Linked DNA regions of Mus musculus: region 1 is linked to region 2. The links are chromatin contacts, called in public Hi-C maps. All regions are on one chromosome and are shown on one strand. The core of a region is the stretch at or near the end of the contact, and the rest is flanking DNA. Distances in the headings are between cores, read along the strand shown.

Region 1 (2,700 bases), core at 64-2,563, 79 kb after region 2:
GAAAAGAAAGAAAGAAAGAAAGAAAGAAAGAAAGAAAGAAAGAAAGAAAGAAAGAAAGAAAGAAAGAAAGAGAAAAGAAGGAAAGGAAGAAAAGGAAGAAAAGAGAGAAAGAAAGAGAGAGAAAAAAAAGAAAAAGACACCCAAACACTTCAGGTTGGGAACGGAAGTCAAGTTCAGATTCTCTTCCTTCCTCGAGCAAGACAAGAGAATTAAATGAACACCACACACACACACACACACACACACACACACACACACACACACTCTCTCTCTCTCTCTCTCTCTCTCTCTCTCTCTCTCTCTCTCTCTCTCTCTCTCTCTCTCTCTCCACCTGTGGCAATCAGGCAACAGGCCTACATCTGCTGGGAATTGCAGCTTTTCTTCTTTGGGGGCAATGGTGGGTGGGTGGGTCGCGGTGAGCAGGGAAGTTTCCAATCGGATCATTCTAACTTGGGCTCCTTTTCCTGCTTGCCCGCTGCCTCGCTCCCACCAACCCGGGACATTTCAGACTCAGCCCGCGCGGGCACCACGGGGAGCAGGCACCAACCGGAGCGCCGCCGCGGGGCCCGCAGCCCCGGTCCACGCCGCTCCGCGTGGGGACCACGAAAGGAAAGGCAGCGCGGGGCGGTGGGGCGGGGCGAGCACTTCCTGACTCGCATTGTCCACGCGCCGCCCGCGCCACCCAGGGCCCCGCCACCGCGCCCGCCCGCCCGTCGGTGAGGAAGTTGGCGCTCGCCCCGCCGCTGTCGTCTTACCATTCTTAGCGTCTCCCGCGGCTGCAGCCCCCGCAGCGACGGTGGCGTTGGCGGCGCCCGTGCCCGCACCTCCCGGGCCCGCCGCGCCGCCGGTGCCCACCGCGCCGGGCGACGCCGCCCCGCAGCCCGCCGCCGCCGCCGCCAGGGCCCCTCCGGCCGCCGCGCCTGTCGCACCCGCCGCCGCCAAGGCCCCGGCTCCATTTTCCTGCTCGTCCCCGCTGCTGTTGGCGCGCTTGTTTTTGCGGCCGCCTTTGCTGTTCTTGGGGTTGGGCATCTCCCCGGCCCGCTCGCGGGTGTCCCGGTCCCCGGCGCCCACGAAGGCGGCTCCCCCGCCGCACCGGGGCGGCCACGGAGAGCGCGGGCCGGCCGCTCTTCCTCAGGCGCCCGCCCCGCCGCGCGGCCCTCGCCGCGACATTCCGGCCGCCGCGCCCTCCGCGGCAGAAGCCGGCGCGGCCACGCGCGGCCACCCGAGGCTCGCAGCCGCGCGGGCGCAACGGGCCCCCGAGCAGAGCGAGACGCGGAGGAGCCCGAGGGAAAAGGCGGGTCTCGGGCTTGTTTTGATTCGGCTGCGCTGACACGCTCCAGGCCCGCCCCCGCCCGTGACGACACTGGGGCTTGAGCCCGGCCCCGCCCACCCAGTGACCTCACGGCAACTCGCTCCGCCCCCGTGACGTCACGCTCGGCGCTCAGCCCTCGGCTCTGGGTGACGTCATCCAGGCGCCTTCTTGGGAGAGGGAGGCTGGCGGGCTTCCCGCGTGTGCTGACAGCCACGACTGGGAGCCAGGCAGTGTTCGTGAAGTTGTTAACTGGCCTTCTGACCTTACTGGAGCTAAACCTGACAACGTGGTCTGGAAAAACAAACAGGTGACTAGAACAGGAGAGCAAAACAAAGGGTTTCGGATTAATAATTCGCTCAATGGCTCTGCGGCTCAACAATGGTAAGATAGGAGTTTCTGGAGAGTGCAGTTGAGCTCCTGTATGGGAATTCTTCAGTCTCGTGGTGGAAAGCTTATTTAGCCCAGACCTACCAACCAGAGACCCAAGGGTTCTGTCGGTTCTGTCAGAAGCAGAGCCAGCCAGGAGGAGCCAGGCTGCACAAAGAAGACTGAGTTGTCTGGAGAGAACGGCCGGGTTGTGAGGAGGACATCAGAGGTGAAGAAGTGAGGGCACAGCCATGCTCAGCAGTAGATGGCCAACACAAAAGAGACTCAGTTGAATCTTAAGAGGTTCTTTGTCTCAGAATGTTTTGTCAGGGATATATATATATATATGTGTAATCTTTTTAGGTCTTTTGTATAGACATATGGCTTCCAGTTTTCTGTTTTTTGTGGAATTCCTCACTGAACGAATACATCTATATGACTTTCTCATGCTTTTTCATTTGTTTGTTTTGTCCTATATTGTGTGTTTGTTTTCATCTTATCTATTTTATTATTATTTAGATGCATATTTGTTTTCTAAGAAGAGGCAGGAAAGCTGTGGATTCGGCTGGGAAGGGAGGTGGAGAGGATCTTGGCAGAGCTGGAGAAGGGGAAAGAAGAGCAGAATATAGTGTATTAAAAATCTATTATTAAAGAAGAAAAACGGAAAGAAAGAAAAAGAGATGAGAGCACAGGGTTCCTGGGAAGAGTTTGATGTAATCTCCTTTTCTGCACTCTCTTCTGCCCCTTTCAAAGACCCGCTCCTTTCCACCCTTCTGATCTCAGCTCATTTCTTCAGAATGATCCCATACCTTACCAGAAGAGCTGTCCCGAGTATCACAGTTTATTTCTCCTGTCTACCTCTGATTACGTTGGCAATGTATATGCTTAAATAATTTTCCTCTGTTCCCTCGCATGAAACAGCCATATTTTTATCTTGGGTGCCGTAAGAAACAACTGAACTGATCTTGGTGAATGTATAAATGACATTCTTGATCCATGACTACAGAAAAACACTGAACTCG
Region 2 (2,742 bases), core at 180-2,679:
AACTTAACCTGCCTAGTCATAAATTGAATGGTCTGAAGCTGGGCTCCAGCCTTTTCAGAGCTATCTATCTCCTGTGGTGAAGTGATTTTGGAGTCCAAACTAAGAGCCAGGAATGTTGCAGTCCGGATCCTAAACCACTGGCTGTCTCTAAACTCCAACTTTTGCTCTTGACGCTGCATGAAACTAGAAAGCTTTGACGAGTTTCCCAGCCTCTCAGTCCAGTGCCTTGAAGAAGAAAACTAGTCCAAAAGTCACTTTCTCTTCTTTCATTAACCAGTTCCAGCCACGTAGTCACTATAGAAGAAACTGCAGAATTCCTCTCCTCTCCTCTCCTCTCCTCTCCTCTCCTCTCCTCTCCTCTCCTCTCCTCTCCTCTCCTCTCCTCTCCTCTCCTCTCCTCTCCTCTCCTCTTGGCTCCTTTCATTGCCTCTCCCCACCCCCTTTCCCTCATTTTATTGCTCTTTGTTTTCATTCTTTCTCTTCTTCTTTCTTTTTCATTTTTTCTTTGTGTATAGTATAAGCTGTTTGGGACCTTGCTATTATGGAGACCAGGCTGCCCTCAAATTTATAGTTAGCCTCTCAGTTTTGTCCTCCCAAGTGCTAAGATTACATGTGAGCATTGGCAAGCTTGCTGTTTGAATATCAATCTCTTCATCCTAAAATTCTGATAATTGATCACATTTCCCTTGAGCTCAAGTTAAATGGTTCCCCACTAAATTGGCCTGAGTTCTTATTTCTCTAAGAATCAATTGTGGAATATTATTTGGTTAATTTTGCTAAGATTTTTGTCATGACCTAGTACAGTGGAAATAATGTCATTTGTGAGACCAGACAATGACTCTGAGACCACAGGTGGTTTAGGTGAAAAATGTACCAAGTTAATAGTGCCTATTCTAGCAAGAGACATGATGACAGCATACATGACAAGCATTTGTTAAGCTCAGCCACAATGATTGACAAGTAGAGCATCCCAGCAGTTGCTTTGTGCTCTCTTACATTTAAAGGAGCATACTTGTTAATAAGGCAGATAATTCTTCCATTAACTAAATTATTAGCAAAACATGCATCCCATTGACTCAAACTTTTCTATTACTTTGCATATGAGTTTGATAGAAGTTTGAGTCAGGTAGAAAAAAGAAAGCATGCTGTCGATTGTCTTTGTCCTTTGGGGCTACTGTGACAAAGATACCAGTGATTGTGTGGGTGATAAACAAACAGAAGATATTACTTCTAATTCTGGAGTCCAGGAAGTCCACTAGTCATGTTCTGAAAGATTTCCTGTCTGTAGAGGGCTCATGTCCTCACCCGCAGCCATCTTCATATTGTAGCAACACAGAGAAAGAAACTAGGGAGCTCACAGAGGTCTCCTTCAATGAGGATCTTAACTCCCTTTGTGAGGCCGATGTCTTCATGATCTCATTCCTTCCCAAACGCCACACCCTTCTGCATCATCATGTTGGAGGTAAGAATTTCCATATAGAAACTTAGCAGGGCATCAAGCATTCAGTGCGTAACATCAGTTGAGATGTGGCTGTCGGGAAATAAAGGGTTTAAGTGACTACATGTCGAACAGAGATACTGCATAGAAGGCCTAATGCTCTTCTATCAGCAAGAAAATAAAACACTACGGATCAAAGTGACCAACAAGGTAAAAATCTGAACCAATTCAAGACAGTCTGAAAGATGAGACGTTAAATAAACTGGCATTTTTCCCCCCAAGGGAGGGGCCTATGTGCTTGCTCAGCTTCCCAGCTTCTCCTCCTCCTGTGCCCGCAGGGAACAGACATCTGATTTGTAGCCTGCTTATGTTAGTCCCCTCAGGTCCCTTCGTGTTTTGACATCTCCAACCTCACTGTCAGATTCTAAGGCCCATCCCCCCAAACTGCAAGCAGGGGCAGATGACAGTGGCTTTTCCCTCACATTCATAGTGGGTTTGTGCTGCCACTTGCCTAAAAACACTCCTCTGAGTTGCTGGCTTGCCTTCCTGCCTGCCCAGACACAGCCTCTGCAAGGCAGCCACCTTTAGCACACAGAGAGCAGCAGTGCCACCTACTGAACCACTAGAGGCAGAACTGTCTTTGCAGCCAGTCCCAGACAGATTGTCACTTAATCTGGCAGGACTGCTGTACATGGCAACAGAACTGAAAACCACCTTTGTACAGCAACTAAGTAGGTCTTCTCTTCTGCCAGAGTTAGTAATTGTTTGCTGCTGCCACACTGAAGAGGGTCGCAGGAAGTGTATTCTGTTCTGCAAATGAAAACCGGTTGTAGTTAGGACCTAAGCTGTATCCCAGGTCAATTCAGCAAATGCAGCATCCAACAGTGAATGGACTCCTAAGTTCTTACCCTGTGCTAGGCACTGTGCGAGGCACAAAAGTACAAGTGTAAATGCCTACAGCAGAAAGGCTAAGGAAAGTTGGAAGGCAGACATCTGTTCCCTAGACAACAGACTGCACTCACAGAGCTCAGCTGCATGCAGACATGTCCTGATTTTTGACATTGTAATATGACCATGTCATATAGAGTTAATGATGGAGAACTGCACAATAGAGGAGAGAGAGAGAGAGAGAGAGAGAGAGAGAGAGAGAGAGAGAGAGAGAGAACAGCACAATGTTTTAAGTAAGTTTGCAGCTATCCTAGGTCCAAACATATGACTCAAAGGATGGATGGGGAAAGTCTGGACTTTCTACATTTTCTTGGATTGTATTGTTCCTGATACCAAGTTTAGATTAAAAAGCTGTA

The links. A called contact is a pair of places that touch in the nucleus more often than the background predicts.
Region 1: a Hi-C map of the N1E-115 cell line shows a contact between it and region 2, with 5 times the contacts expected there. The contact joins the promoter of Heca here to the enhancer-like site in region 2. A contact is called at or near these places in 3 of 39 promoter capture datasets (the 3T3-L1 cell line and 3T3-L1-derived adipocytes), 5 of 484 Hi-C or Micro-C datasets (the N1E-115 cell line, Sertoli cells, adipose-derived mesenchymal stem cells and 2 more), 1 of 115 datasets of contacts at active chromatin or transcription factors (bone marrow-derived macrophages) and 1 of 9 other capture datasets (adipose tissue).

What each region holds. Positions count from the first base shown.
Region 1 is chr10:17,946,754-17,949,453 of GRCm38.p6, forward strand. It overlaps Heca (hdc homolog, cell cycle regulator), which reads right to left and starts at 1,314. Exons shown (of 4, transcript NM_001033432.3): 1 at 756-1,314. The coding sequence starts at 1,029.
Region 2 is chr10:17,868,117-17,870,858 of GRCm38.p6, forward strand. No RefSeq gene overlaps it. Among named protein-coding and RNA genes, the nearest start is that of Gm20655, 34 kb to the left of the region's middle. Within about 2 kb of position 1,430, at least 28 of the 459 cell types and tissues checked have an H3K27ac peak or open chromatin away from gene starts, as enhancers often do. A contact at or near this core is called in the N1E-115 cell line, where this site is marked.